Regions from separate parts of the Siniperca chuatsi genome. Here region 1 is linked to region 2. A link is a contact called in public Hi-C data. All regions are on one chromosome and are shown on one strand. The core of a region is the stretch at or near the end of the contact, and the rest is flanking DNA. Distances in the headings are between cores, read along the strand shown. Region 1 holds the start of zdhhc13 (putative palmitoyltransferase ZDHHC13). Region 2 holds the start of LOC122887534 (immunoglobulin superfamily containing leucine-rich repeat protein 2-like).

Region 1 (3,489 bases), core at 246-2,745, 170 kb after region 2:
CAACCATGAAACTGGTGGACTATTGCACTCTGAAGAAGGCATTGTTGAAACATCTGTATTTTCCCCTGTGCTGAATTCTGACATTGAAAACTGAATTAATGGAACAATCTAATTGATTTGGGTGTGCAAACCCTTTTTGTACTTGCTTCCCCCATCGTGACCAGAATATCAATAAATGCAGCTTCAAGATATTTATATCAAGTACAGTATTTTCATATATGTGATGATCTTTCTACAACTGCAGGAAGTCTGTCAGTGGGAAGATAAATGAGAATTTCACACTCCCCATTCAAAGATATCATACTATGCATCCCCAAAATGTCATTTGAAATGCTATTCAGGAATTAATTTGTTCATAAATGGTCTGAAAGAGTCTCAAAAGGCCAACTTGATGTTTCCAAAAACAGTTGGAGTTATGAGGTTTTCACACAACATCAGCATTATTAAATTCCACAAAGGCTTTAATGGAAGCAAAGTCCGCTCATACAGCTCCGCTGTGCTGCTCTATCAGCTGTTAAACACACATCCTCTACATGTTTTCATTGGATGGCCCTGCTTCCTTAATCACTCTGTTTTTAATGACCCCAGTGTCTGCTCGTTGAAGAATACGGTCTCATACCAAAGGTAAAGGCTGAATATGTGTAGATGACAATGTACACTTCTCCTTTCCCTTAAATAAAAATACTGTAATTACTTTTCATTTTGCTTCTACTCTCACGTCTCATGCAAACGTAATCTTGACCCTTAGTCGTCTTCACTGTTATGACTTCCCCCGACAGCTCAATTACTTCTGCTTTGTGTTTGGCCGACACACACACCCACAGATTTGGTACATGCACTCAAGTTAGTCTCTAGTATCTTAGCCGCATGTATAAATTAAAACATTAAAAAAAGATCCAAATATGAATAATCAGAGTGGCACAGAAGTGTCAAAAGCTGACTTTTATTTCATTAAAATGAAACATAAAAACCAGCACTTGACAGATGAAGTATTTGTTTTTTGGCATGTCTCAGAAGACTTTATAAAGAGGAGAAAAACAGAAAAAATATGACAAGCTCTAATTAATTAACAATCAATCACAAAGCAACCTGAAACACCATGTTTAGACAAACAGCCCACAGCAAAAAGTCAAAGTTATCAAGCTACAACAAGCGCACACCCGCTCTCACAAGGAAAAACTCCCAAGAAAATCTTATGCACATTACATGCACATTACATATACATGTTCATTTTTGTATTTTGTACAATTGATCTATCAATACACCCACAATAAGATGCATGAAAACCTCAGGGTTTGGTCCTCCAAATCTTTTGGTTCGAACTTATGTGTATATTTCAACTTGTGAACGAAAGGTTGCCAATTTGGTTCCTTGGCCGGCGGGATAAATCCTGATTATCACTGCTGAGGTGCCCTCAAGCAAGGCCCTTAACCCCCAGCTGCTCCAGCGGAGATGCTCAGCGACCAGCCGATCAGACTGCAGTTGTGCTTGACAGCTTCCAGGTGTGAATGTGTGTGAGCGTGAGTAGGGTGTTCCTGAAAAGGAGAGTGCTCGTGTTCAGAGAATCCAATAACAACAAACCTTGGGCAGGCCAACTGAGGGAAGGCTCATCCACCAAGATGAACTGTCTGTGTAAGTATGTCACCTTGGCAAACAAAGCAGCACACACACTAAAACATGGACATGTTTTACTTGTATGTTTGCACAGCTGTCTTTTAGACTACACCAGCGTTTTTGTATGTTTTACTACAAAGCTTACCAGAGCATTTTTTTATGTTTATTTTTTTCCTTTCAGGCAGGTGTTTTCTTTCAGTCATGTATGGTATGGAAATTAGGTTTTAGAGGCTTAAAACTGCGTGGAGACACAGTGCAGACTTTTCAAATCAGTCTGCATCGCCATGAAACAACAACATATCTTTTACGACAATTAAAGCAGATTTGATGTTCACTGTGATGGATTATCTATCTCAAGCAAGTGTGAAGATATTATTTATTTGTTACACCCCAGAGTAATAACTAAATTAACTTGTGCACGATCATGTCTGCATAGAGACACAACTGATTAATGGATCTGCAGCCTGGCAGACAGCAAGCCTTCTGGTCATGGATTGAATGATGGCACCATCTACTGCTACTCACCTGGAAGTGCAAGATCTGATTGAGGCCAAAGCTCATTGGTTTATTTCCACTCCATAGTAGTATGGTAATTTGGGAAGTAAACTATGTCACACAGAAGAGGGCTATATTTAGAGTTTATCATTTCAGAATAAAATTACATATTTTTGGGGAAATACTGTGTTAAAATTCTAATGAAATAAGACACTGAATTGGGTTTAGGTTTTAACTCTTATTTGAACAGCGGCACCATTCATCTGAGCCTCATAAAAGAGAGTATTTGGTACAAAAAGAGTATTTGGTATATAACGCAATAGCTAAGAATAGATATACAGTAATTAGCTAGAAACTGGGACTCTTTGCTGTCGGTGCCTCTCTCCAGATGTTTTGGATCTGGATCGTTGTCCTCCAGGAGATTCAGCCTCTCCTCTTGTCTCTCTCTGTCCCTCTGTGTGTGTCCTTTCTCCTGCCTGTGTTAATGGCATGCTTGAGTTTTGGGTCTTGTGTGTTTGTGTAGTCTGTCCTCTCCATGGTGGAGACGAGATCGTGTGGCTCAGATCCGATCTATTTGGTGACACCTGAAGTTGCTCGACAACCTCCTGGATCCATTCTTCATGTTACAGTCTATTCATAACTTTTTCATCATGATTGTCCATACTGTAATTTTATTATGTTGGTCTATTCTGCACACACGACATCTATGTCAGTTCGTCCTGGGAGAAGGATCCCTCCTCTCCTGCTCTTCTTGAGGTTTCTTCCATTTTCCCTGTTAAAATGGTTGTTTTTTGAGGAGTTTTTCCTCATTCGAATTGAGGGTCTAAGGACAGGGGGTGTCGTATGCTGTACAGATTGTAAAGCCCCCCTGAGGCAAATTTGTGATTTGTGATGTTGGGCTTGATGAATAAAACTGACTCGACTTGAATTTGCAGTTGGTTTTATATGTCAAAACGTGGTTGACTTCCTCGATAAAAATACAAAATTGAAGATACGATTTGGACTGGAGCTCTGTCTCCACACTTGCCATGTGAAGTCAGATTCTACCTGATCTTACAATTTGAATGAAGAGGCGGAAAAGAGCATTTGTATAAATAAACACAGGACACTAGGGGTTTCTGAAAGCCTTTTAAGGCTACCTGACCAATTTGAAAATCTCGAAACAAAACTTACCAATCTGACTATTTCTGAGTCAAAATTTGTGTCCAAGACGTTATTGGAAATACAGTCCAGTTGTGTTTAGTAAAGCAGACAGGATGCTAGTTATCTCATCTTTTACTTTCCACTGCATGTTTATATGTTAATGTTTGCGTTCGGCCACAGGTCACAGCCCCTGTACTAACAGCTCCATGGTGGCAGTCACTTCAGCTGCATGATATC
Region 2 (3,955 bases), core at 1,067-3,566:
TCTCGTTGTTGTTCATCTTCAACAGCTGCAGGCCTGTGAGGCTCTGCAGATCCTCCCAAGGAAAGTCTTCAATTTTATTGTGGCTGATGTCAAAGTTACGCAGGTGAACCAAAGGCGTGAGGGTCCCTTGTTCGATGGAGACGATCTGATTGTGGGCCATCCACAGCGACGTCACCCGGGTGACATTGTCGAAGCTCCCCATTGGTATCAGACTGATCTTGTTAGCAGAGAGACTCACAGTTGTAACGTTAGGAGGCAAACCATCTGGGACTTCAATTAAGTTTTTGTAGGAGCATTCAGCAAAATGTCGGCCGTATTTATCTGAGCAGGTACAGAGCTCAGGGCATCCGAGTCCGGTGGTGAAGACTGTGGCGATCCACAAAGTGAAGTAAAGGATATCTGTGGCTGCCATTTTCTGCTCCTGTAAAACAGTGTCACAGTCCATCTATCAATCAATAGATTAAACTTGATTTATTTGGCATATATTTACAGTAATGCAAAATGATTACAGTACACAAGAGTAAAAGAATAGCAATTTTAAAGAAAGGGCAGTAAGAAAATGAAGCACCAAAGCAAAGACTGAGATAGTTCAACTTTTCCAGAAGATGAAGCCAAAAATGAATCCTTTCAACAGACTTTTCATACTCACACATTTCACAGTATTTAGAGAATCTCCAACTTAGTTCTCAGACTGATGGATATATGGATTTATTACAAACATAGATCTGACAACAGAGAAGCATTGGACCAGCATGTACTCATGTGCACCACTACCCGAACACTTAGCTTACTTCCTAAAAAGTACACCTCTAATAGCAAAACGTTACATCAGCTGTCATAAATCAGTAGAAAGATGAGACAAGAAAAGACTGTCTCTGTTCCTAGTTATCAGTAGCAGTAGCACAGAGCCTTCTGCGGTACATCTAATCTTATGGTTGGGACATCTGGTTCCCCATAACCCAAAACAACATAATCACCGGGCCTGAGGCCTCCTTTGTAAAACCATTTGTCAGTCAAAGTGTCAGAAATTCTATTACACCCAAAAACTACTCAGAGGAGCCAAAATTTCTCCAGCCGTAGGTTTTTGTCTGTTTGGCGGCACCTGGAAGTTACTGGAAGATGTTTGCATCTATCTACATAATATTGTCATCCTGATTTCCAAATTGTGATTTTGGTGTTTTGGTTTACTCTGTACACATGACATGTATTGCATGTCTGTCTGTCCTGGAAGAGGGATCCCTCCTCTGTTGCACTTCTAGAGGTTTCTTCCTTTTTTTTCAATTAAAGGGTGTTTTTGGGGAGTTCTTCCATACCTGGAGGGGTCTAAGGATAGAAATGGCTGCTGTACTGATTCTAAAGCCCATTGAGGCAAATTTGTGATTTTGAGCTACATAAATAAAACTGACTTGACTTATATATGTCATATATTTAATAGCTCATCCTCACACCATTCATTCTGTTGATAAAATGACATTTTGATTCTTATCAAAATTCTCTGACTGGCAGTAGTGACAAGACAGCTATGTAAGCTATATTGTGAGACAAGAAACCCCTGTGGTGTCTGGGAAAACAGAAAAAAAAATGGTGCACAGGCAATCTCACAGCTCATCCTAAGCCTCGATTCTTGCCCTGAAGCTTTGAAAAAGCTCTAAGCTGACATTAGTCCATGTTTAATTCAAAGAGGAGACAGTAAAGCTGTGTGTTGAGTCATCAGCAGGAGCTTTTGGTTTCAAACTACGCAGCAGCCTCCGGGGCTCTGTCCTTGGTGCTGAAAGGCAGCCGCACGTCTGCTCCGTTTGTTTACAGCGATCTGATCTGCAGCGTGGCATGCAAACCGCTGGAATCCGCTCTCTCATCTAGCTATGACACAAACATCACGACTGTAAATGCAATCTGACTCTGCAAGATCAAAGTTCATCTCTGCAAAAAAGACCTCGACGCAGGGTCGCACATGAAACATTGATGCGGGGAGGAAAGAGGATCCCTCACCTCTGCGTTAGTAGCCTGAAACTGGGTGACAAGCTTACCTGCGTTTTTTATCTTGTGTCTGTGGAGAAATAGAATACGTCAGTCGGTGTTTGCAGTCACAGCAGCCCAGGGTGCGTGTTGTGTTGAAGTTTGAAGATGAAGCTGAGTCAGTCCGTCTGTCTGCTTCTACATGGTGAAAACGCGCGTGTGACCTCTGCGGGGTTTCTCCTGCCTGTGAAAAGCCTATATGTCACACTGAGTTATCTCCCGGCCCCCTCCCCCTTCCTCCCCCCTCCTCACAGCTCTGGACAGAACAGCATCGACGTTTCCAAAACATTTTAAAGGGGAAACGACCTTCATCATGACCGTCACTGTTTACAGGACATGGCGACTGTCGCTTTATATACGGCACTTAATAACAACAGGCTACTAACAATCTTGTTTTGGATAGCACATTTTAAAATTACAGAGTTATATAAATAACAACACAACAGTAACAAGGATTACAAAGAGTAAAAATACCAAGTGACATGAAACTTAAAGGGGAACTCCACCGATTTTACACATCGAAGTCTGTTTACAGGTGTTGGGGAGTACTACTGCATATGTGGACAAAAAAGAAGTTGTACAAAGCCTTTTGTGTCTCCAGAGGCAGCTGTGTGAAATCGGATGAATTGACTTGAGTGACATCACTTGAGTCAGCATCAGTTGGGGCTGCAGAGTTTGAAAATGAAAAAAATCTGGGGGGTGTCAAGTTAGAAAGAAGAGCGCTTACCAGACCTCTGTAGCCCGCTGCTCATCTCTGCTGCTACTAGCACAACACACCCGAATCACCAATCGAACTGTCGGTGGTCAAGTTGCATTGTGGGTAATGCAGGCGCAAGATTTTGAGACGGAAGAAGAATGTGTGGTGGGAAAAAAAGACGATATCTCTGATTCTGCTGCATCGAAACTGTTCGTGAGTCCTGCAATGTTATAGGAGTGCTATGCTAAATCAGTAAAGTGCTCTTTTAAGTAAAGACAAACCGTAATATAAAAGTATCCTAAGTTCAAATAAAAGCCTAATTAAGAAGAATTAAAAACAATTAAGAGAAAACCTGAGGATAAAAGATACTCTTGATTCTTGTTAAAAAGTTCATAATTTGATTCATAAGAGGAAACAGGTGCGCTTCTCCTAGTTCAGTTGGGTGCTCTGCCTCAAAAAAATAACAGACAATGTCTGTATTGTGTCTGTATTTCCCCAAAAACAAAGTCAGGAGAACAGTAAAAGAATCACTGCATGTGTTGATCTTTTTGGTAAGTTTATTTGCAATCAAGTCCGCTGACATGTTTCGGCTTGAAGCCTTCATCAGAGTTACTTATGCATACCGATAAAATTAACGATTACATTATTTGCCTTCAACTATCCATGTAGACCAAGTGAAGTGTTTCTTTTCAAGCTCCATTAATCAGTATTTTAATATTAAAGGGTTATTACAGTGATTCAGTTTTGCACTTCTACATAGTTGGGGGACTCACAAGAGACAGGTTAAACAAAAGAATGGTCAAAATTGATGAGATATCCTGACTTTTAGTCCCGAGAATGGGTCAAGCTCCAAAAACGCTGGATCCTACATTTCCCATAATACAACCAATGGACCATCCTTGACTGATTCACATACTCTCAGTTTGTAATACTTTTTGTCACAAAGTTTGTAGTCTTTGGTCTTTGAGGTGAGTGATGTGGCAGCAGGCATGCAGCAGAAGAGTGAGCAGAGCCCTGACGGCTTCGGTGCATCACCTCGATTAAAAGGGTGCGTTGGATATGTGTTGCAGTGAGAGGAGTATGTCATGTGAGTGTAGCGGTGGACTCGAGTTGACCGCCTGACCTAGCTTTGCTGGCTTCGCTTCACGTATTTTCTCCGACTTGACAAAGCTCCCGCAGAGCCACAGAAGACTTTATACAACCTTTTTCACAGGCAGAGCAAGCAACCAGTCACAAAGTGCT

The links. Hi-C and Micro-C count contacts between places; a contact is called where the count stands out from the background.
Region 1: a Hi-C map of liver shows a contact between it and region 2, with 2.5 times the contacts expected there. The contact joins the promoter of zdhhc13 here to the promoter of LOC122887534 in region 2. A contact is called at or near these places in 3 of 3 Hi-C or Micro-C datasets (liver, skeletal muscle and an unstated tissue).

Annotation. Positions count from the first base shown.
Region 1 is chrLG1:5,112,506-5,115,994 of ASM2008510v1, forward strand. It overlaps zdhhc13 (putative palmitoyltransferase ZDHHC13), which reads left to right and starts at 1,496. Exons shown (of 17, transcript XM_044222166.1): 1 at 1,496-1,632.
Region 2 is chrLG1:4,940,545-4,944,499 of ASM2008510v1, forward strand. LOC122887534 (immunoglobulin superfamily containing leucine-rich repeat protein 2-like) reads right to left here and starts at 2,317. Exons shown (of 2, transcript XM_044220883.1): 1 at 2,028-2,317; 2 at 1-421. The coding sequence starts at 412.